Regions from separate parts of the Mus musculus genome. Here region 1 is linked to region 2. A link is a contact called in public promoter capture Hi-C data. All regions are on one chromosome and are shown on one strand. The core of a region is the stretch at or near the end of the contact, and the rest is flanking DNA. Distances in the headings are between cores, read along the strand shown. Region 1 overlaps Antxr1 (anthrax toxin receptor 1). Region 2 overlaps Anxa4 (annexin A4).

Evidence for each region. Capture Hi-C pulls out chosen DNA fragments and counts their contacts.
Region 1: a promoter capture Hi-C map of liver shows a contact between it and region 2. The contact joins two enhancer-like sites. A contact is called at or near these places in 1 of 115 datasets of contacts at active chromatin or transcription factors (pancreatic cancer cells) and 1 of 9 other capture datasets (liver).

The regions. Positions count from the first base shown.
Region 1 is chr6:87,275,459-87,279,354 of GRCm38.p6, reverse strand. All of the region lies in intron 8 of Antxr1 (anthrax toxin receptor 1), which reads left to right. Among named protein-coding and RNA genes, the nearest start is that of Gm34170, 5.4 kb to the left of the region's middle. Within about 2 kb of position 2,299, at least 107 of the 459 cell types and tissues checked have an H3K27ac peak or open chromatin away from gene starts, as enhancers often do. A contact at or near this core is called in liver and pancreatic cancer cells, where this site is marked.
Region 2 is chr6:86,763,556-86,767,216 of GRCm38.p6, reverse strand. It overlaps Anxa4 (annexin A4), which reads left to right. Exons shown (of 13, transcript NM_013471.2): 2 at 1,410-1,455. The coding sequence starts at 1,453. Among named protein-coding and RNA genes, the nearest start is that of Anxa4, 28 kb to the left of the region's middle. Within about 2 kb of position 1,271, at least 43 of the 459 cell types and tissues checked have an H3K27ac peak or open chromatin away from gene starts, as enhancers often do. A contact at or near this core is called in liver and pancreatic cancer cells, where this site is marked.

The DNA of each region.
Region 1 (3,896 bases), core at 1,050-3,549, 510 kb before region 2:
ACAGCTGCTCTCTGAAGAAGCATCTATTATCCTGAGTCCCAGGGCAGGATAGAGATTGCAGGCAGGTTGGATAAACTGGCATACCTGACACTTTCGGTGACGGCCAGGGAACTAGAGATCAGCAGTGTTGGTAGAAACCCACATTTTCCATCTGGGGAGGTAGAAGGAGAGCGTAGACACTGTATGCTTGGGAGCTCCTTGCCCAGGGAGCAATCTCCCTGGGTCCTCTGCTTCCTGCCCCCATGCCCGTTTTGACCATTTCAACATCCCTTAAGCCTCCCAGTACTTAAAAGAAGTACTTACCTGCCAGAGTTACAAAGACTGTTGTGTTCTTCTGAGGACAAAGAGGCCAGAAAGCGAGCAGTTGGAGCAAACTTTCTTTAACAAATGTCCCTTTGGCCTATTCAATATTACTCCACTTTAAAACCCCATCACCGCCACATAGTATATATTTTGTTGCCATTCGCTGGTGAGGAAGCCGATGCCCAGAGTGCTAGGAGAGGGGAGCCCACAGTTCTTCCTCTCTGTGTGTTTTTGAGGAAATAAAAATAAAAGCCACTCTGTGCAGTCACTGGGCTGAGCATGCCATCAAACCCTCACCAGAACCATTCGATAAATTAGACGTTGTGTGGTTGGAAAGGTTTGGAAAACTGGCCAGGACCATACAGGGCAGCAAGTGAGATTCAGGCGATGCTGTCGTGTCTGCTCAGGAGACTGATCCCAGAGCTCTGCTGAGCAGTGTAAGCCTGAAACAGAGGGAGACTCTGAGGTCCAAATTCAGAAGTCTCTACGCAGTTCACATGGTTACAGCAAAGGCGACAGAATCCAATGCTTGGATCCAATGCTTGGTGCACTGGCTGGGTGGGGAGTCCTTTGCCTCTTACCACTCGGTCAGAAGCGTTTCCACAGGATAGCTGGTGTTCAGTGGCTCATGACAAGGGGACAATTTGTCAATTAGACTCAGACTTCATGGTCCTTTGGGCAGACATTCCTCCTAAGCTATTATTTCTTCCATCCGAGTTTTAGCCAGCCAAGGCTCTGTGCCAAGGTCAGGCATAGTCGGATAGTGTGGCTGAAGATGTAAGTAAGCTATTGCTTCTTTTCCATGTGTTTAAAAGTCTCAAGATGATAAAACAACCCTCACATCCTGAATGGCAGAGGAGGCCAGGCAGGCAGAAAAGAAAGCCTCACTCACACCTAGGCCGGGCTCGCCCACCCTCTCAGGACCCTTGCAGCATCCCCACCTGTTACTGCAGAATATGGGAAAACATTTTAAAGAAAGTGCCCACTCTTATGCCTTCTCTCGTTGTGGTTCATTGGGAATTTCCTCTGACCACCGCTAGAATTTACCACCAACTCTCCAGTGAAACCTCCACACAATGATCCCACCATGCTCCTGGGCCTGCTTTGCCTTTTGCAAAGTGCTCGGGGCAGTGGGGCCAGAAAACCCATGAAAGCTAAAGCCAGAGAACTGAAATAGGTTGGCAGCTTTGATTCTTGACCCTTGTCCCCAGCTGTCCCTACTTACTGCAGTTGAGGGCAGTGTCTGGAAGCCGAAGCAGGTTATGGGAAGGGGAGGCCAGCTATTGGCTCCCTGCCATCTGCTCCACAAAGGGTTCGCCTTCTCCAGTAGATGCTTAAGAGGAGGCCTGGCTTCCTGTTAATTGGAGCATGAGTCAGCACACACAGCCTCTGTGTGTTTGATCAACAAGACATGAGTGTTGAGCAAACACTGGCAGGACCTCTTTTAGGAAATCTGTAGGATCAGCAAACTGGGGACCTATCTGCCCCACGAATACATTTGAATTGATTTTTTTTCCTGTGTTGGTTTCTCCCTTCTGTTTGTAAGAAGGCAGAAGAGGTGTAACTCCCAAATCTAGCCTGGACCCTAGCACACTCAGACAAAGAGCAGTGTCTGACTTCCAGGCTTGACTCTTACCCACTCTTGCAAGCCTCCATATGGGAACTGCTGAAGGTTTCTCTCAGTCAGAGCCCACCTCACAGCCCCGCTTTAACGGAGCCAAAACCTCCTTCCAGCATGCGAGTGAGCGAGCGTCTCGGCAACAGTAGCCCTTTCCTTAAGCCAGCTCATTGCTCATCTTCAGAATGGCTTCCCTTCTGGGGCCCCATCCAGCTCCTACCGCCCCTTGTAGCATGAGCTCTCCCCTCCCAGAACTCCAGTGGCAGCCATTCTGGGAACCTCTCTTGGATGTCTTCCTTACCATAGCCAGCTCTCTCCCTCCACAGATGCTAAGTTGTGCAACCCCAGAGGCTGCCCATCTGTCCTGTTTCTGGCACCGTGTCTTACATATTTACCCATTACAAAGCTGCCCAGTTGACTGTGCAGCATTCATGACCCATGGAAGACCCACACTGAACAACAGATGGGCATTTTGTGGCTGAGCAGAGAGTATTCTCGATCCCCTACCCTCTCTTCCAATCTTGCAGCTATAAAAGACAAGAGATGACATTCTCAGCTCTGTTCATACTGGCAGGCTGGAAGACTAAATAAAAATAGAATCAAACTGTAGTTACTGGAGTAGAGCAGAGAGTCTTCTCTAAGAGATCACTTGCCTCTGCCATCATTAATGACACTGAGGCTTTGCGGACTTTGGGACCAGGCATCTCTCCTGGTATTGTTCTCATTCTGCTTTCAAAAGCCCCAGGTCATACAGATGTCCAAAGCCGCAGAGGCTGCAGGAGCTGCCTCAGCAAGTCACAGCTCCCATCCTGGCCTCCACAGCTCTCTCCTCTCTCTAGGAAAGAGCAGCCACGATTTCATAGGAAAATGCTTTCTGAGAAGTAAGCTTGTTGTACTAGTGGGGTGCTTCAATGGGGGGAGGGGGCAGTCGAACAGGTTCTGCCTGCTGAGCACACTGGGATCCAGTGGCCACAGCCATCTGAGCTCCCCCGCTGAAAACATGGTGGGAACATGATTCAGTGGGAAAGCAGAGTGTCCTTGTTACAAAGAATGACATCCAGGCTGGAGATATGGCTCCAAACTTCCACATGTCTTAAGCTTATGCTTGCTTATTTGGTAGATTGTATCAGAGCACATAAAATCACTGAGTCCCAGGAAGATGCATGTAAAATATTCAGGTCTGACATGGACCGTGGCCCTTTTCTGCTGCTGACAGATGTGCGATCATTGGTCTATAGTGTGCAGTAGAATTTAATTAGGAAGGGTGTCTGGCTTTGTTGATATTTAGTTTAAAAATTACAGACTAAATCATTGGAGCTCATAAGATGTTCTAGGAAACATTAATGAGCCAGTTTCATGGCCCAGGTTAGTTGGCCTTGTAGTTAGAAGGTCCAGGGATTATACAAATATGGAAAAGAGAGCCCATGAATAGGTGGCTGGATTAAGGGCACACAGAAAGTATTCCTTGGATCCTTTCTTTTTTAAAATCTAACAAATGTTTAGTGCCTACTATGTGCCAGGTTAGTCTTTGAGAATACAAAAGAGGGTAAGAATAGAGCCAGTCTTTACCCATGAAATCTTTATAACCTGAAAGTAACAGCCTATTAAAAACAAGTGTACTTTCCTAGTGTGCCCATGACGGATGGATAGCAGCCGATCTGAGTTGTGGGTAGGCACAGGTTTCTTCCCTGCTCTGGTCACCTGGACTCAGTGGCAGGGATTACTCTACATCTAGAGAGCAGCAGGGGAGACAAAGTGAAAGAAAATTGGCAGGTTTCTGTTTTGGAGAAAGACTCAGACAGCCAATGGGCAGCTGTCCTCCTCTGGATCCACCCGCTTCAAGCCCCAGGTGACTCAAAATCAGATTGTTCCCTTACAACAAATAAGATGTCAAAGAACATGCTCTGGGGGACTTCCTGGGAGTGTGCGAACACAGAAGCCTCTGTGCTGTGCTGGGATGGAAGGGACTGGCCTG
Region 2 (3,661 bases), core at 22-2,521:
TCATAGGTCCACCAGCCCTAGTTAATAAAATATTACTTTCATCTTCATTTCATTTGTGTGTGTGTGTGTGTGTGTGTGTGTGTGTGTGTGTGTGTGTACCATCAGTGTGTGGGTGCCTTGCAGGCCAGAGAAGAGTATCAATTCTGTAACTGGAGTTACAGATGGTTATGAGCCACCCAACATGGGTGCTGAGAGCTGAACTTGGGTCCTCTGCAAAAGCAGGAGACACTTGTAACCACCGAGCTATCTCTCCAGAGCCTTGCTTTAGTGAGACAGGGATAATGTTTAGTTTTGTTGAGAGAAGCTGTTATTTGAATTTTTTTTTAATGATTGGATCCTAGGCAACCCAGGCTGGTCTTGAGCTCACAATTCTCCTGCCTCAGCCTTCTGAGATTACAAGCATGTTCCACCCAGCTGATTCTGCATTTGTAACAAGTTCCCAAATATTCTAACCACTGGTTCTAGGATGACTCTGAATGTTGAGATGCCATGTCCAGATCAGATATTTGCACTCAAGCTTTTCTGATGAAGGAGGCAATGGAAACCGAGGACATGTGTGAATTTGTGAGGGATCAATAATGGGAAGTTCCTCCACTCCTGTCACGTTGCAGGGACAAAAGAGCATCTGAGGAATGAATACTGTCCAATGCTGGGTGGGCTGTCAAGACACACACAGTACTATTGCAATTTATCGTACATTTTATATGTTATCCTAGCTGATGGGGCTTAACAATTGTTAAAAAATATTCCATAATAAGGTATAAAACAATGTATAAAATGTACTTTAAACAATGTATAAAAGCACACTCACTTTTAAATAAACACTTCATGGAGCTTTTGGTTTCTGGCTTAAAAAAAAAAAAAGACACACACAGACAGATATCTGCACATATGTATGCAGACCTACATGCAGACACATGCATGTACACAGATGCAGGTACACAATGCACACCGGTATGGATACACACACAGGTGTATGCACACATCAATGCACACATCCATACACACATTGGCACATGTGCACGAATCTGGGGCCACCTTAAGTACCCTAGTTTTCTGATTCGGGTGGCTCATCTCTTCTTGCCCTGTTCTGACCTGCAGTAGTGTTTAACTCAGAACCTCTGTGTCCTGAGAGTCAGGAATACTTCAACCCAACAAGGCAACAGAACAGCTATAGTGTGTGTCTCCAAACAGAAGCAACCAGGAAGCACATAGTTGGCATAATAAACTCAACCGCTCAAATCCTTTAATGATTAACCTGGTCCTGGAGCTCTGGCTCCTCCACAGGTGACCTTTTGATGAAATCAAGTGTGCTTCCTCTTGACCCATGGCACACACGGCACCCTGACTAACGATGAATACCCCATCCCCGGTCACAGTAATTTCTCTTCTGCTTTTTTTCCCCACAGGAACTTCTGCAGGTGTGACTGAACTCTGAACGTGAGCTACAGCATGGTGAGTGCCTCGCCCCACCTGGTGCCAGTCACAGGCAGGCACAGGATGTGTACTTAGGTGGCTTAAACAAAACTCTGTTTGCTCAGTAGTGGGCAGGAGGACATGATAAGGCAGCCTTTGTGTATTGTATATCTGTCTGTCTGTTTCTATCTCTTTCTCTGTACTCCACTTTCTCTGACAGGATCTCTACAAAGCCCTGTCTGTCCTGGAACTCACTATGTAGATAAACTATGCTCATTTCAAACTCACAGAGCTCTGCCTGCATCTGCCTCCCAAGTTCTAGGATTAAAGGCTTGCACCACCTAACCTGGCTTTTCCTTTTTTTTTTTTTTTAAGTAATGGTTTTCTCTCTGCAAAGCATAACTTTCCATTGTAGAACATTTAGGCAAACTCCTTGGGACAGCCCTCACATCTTCTGCTCACTGATGGATGTTTTCTTTTTATTTTGTGGCAGGGAACACATGCCATTTGTGTGGAGGTTAGATGACAATGTTGTGGAATTAGTTCTCTTTTGTCTTCACATGAGTCCCAGAGATCAAACCCTGGTCATCATGCTTAGATGGCAAGAACCCTAGAACTCACTGAGCCATCTTGAGCCATCCCTAAGGAGGTCCCCACTTGCCATCTGCCTCATTTACAGCTGTGGTTGGGTTTTCTTGAACTTTGTGGTCTTAGTGATCTCTTTGACTCAGCTTGGATCCCTTTGAGAGTTCTGGGAAGTTCAGCCCTAAGGTAGATGCTCCTCTGGGCTGCCTTAGACTGGTCCATCTGCTCTCCGGGCTCAGAGGTTCTGAGTCCGAATGTGGACCCTGACCTCTGCCTCTGAGCACTGCTCGTCAGGACATCTGTGTGGCTGCACCTGCCTGCTCTTCACTGTCCAGCACTACTTGTCGCCTTATACGCTGACCCTTCTCATCTCCCCATCTTCCCTGTTACTGTAACGGCAATAATGTTTCCTCAGTTGTAGCCTGGCCTACTCCTTCTGTTCACTGGTTCCTTTCGGTGTGATTGTCTTAGTTAGGGTTGCTATTGCTGTGATACCACACCGTGACTAAAGCAACTTGGGGAGGAAAGGGTTTATTTCACACACTGTTCTGTAGAACCGGTCATCATCAAAAGCAATGAGTGCAGGAACTCACACAGGGCAGGAACCTGGAGGCAGGAGCTGATGCAGAGGCCATGGAGGAGTGCTGCTTACTGGCTTGCTCCTCATGGTTTGCAAAGCTTGCTATTTTATAGAACCCAGAACCACAGCCCAGGGATGGCATCATTCACAATGGGCTGGGCCCTCCTCCATCAAGAATTAATTAAGAACATGCCTTGAAGCCTGATCTTATGGAGGCATTTCTTCAATTGAGGCTCCCTCCTCTCTGATGACTCTAGCTTGTATCAGGTTGATATAAAAATAGCCAGCACAGTGATGTTTGCTTTGCTGCCACAAGTTTTCCTGGTATGAATGGGCACTTCCCCTCCCCATCATCCTTGAAAAGATAATTGTGCATTGTGCCCTAGAATTTAATCAATACAGACACTCATAAGACTCACAAGGGGAGGGCTGGAGAGATGGCTCAGTGGTTAAGAGCACGGACTGCTCTTCCAAAGGTTCTGAGCTCAAATCCCTGCAACCACATGGTGGCTCACAACCATCCATAATGAGATCTGACACTCTCTTCTGGTACATCTGAAGACAGCTACAGTGTACTTAGATATAATAATAAATAAATCTTTTTTTTTTAAAAAAAGTACTTCATCTAAAAAAAAAAAAAAGAAAAAAAAAAAAAGACTCACAAGGGGAAAAGAAACTCCAACTTTTCCCCCAGAACAAGAAAAAGTTGTGTAGGATGTTGCTAGGTAAATGGACCCACCCTTGCAAACACCTCTATCGATTCTTCGTCAGACATTAATCTTCATCTTACAACAGTGGCATCAGCAATGCACTTTAAACTTGAACTCGGTGTCTGAGAACCATCCAGAAACTTTCAATGCTGGAATTCCAAAGAACCTCAAGAAATGTTGGCTCAGAAGCTGAGGTGCAGCTCAGTGATAGAGTGCTTGCCATATGTGAAGCCCTGTCTGCCTTCATTGCCACTTGGCCTGTGATCTCTGTCTTCCTATGAGGACACCAGCCCCATTGCGTCCAGGCCAACCCTGCACTAGCACCTCTTCCTAATGTCCTGTTCACATCCTTACATCAGATAGAATCCTG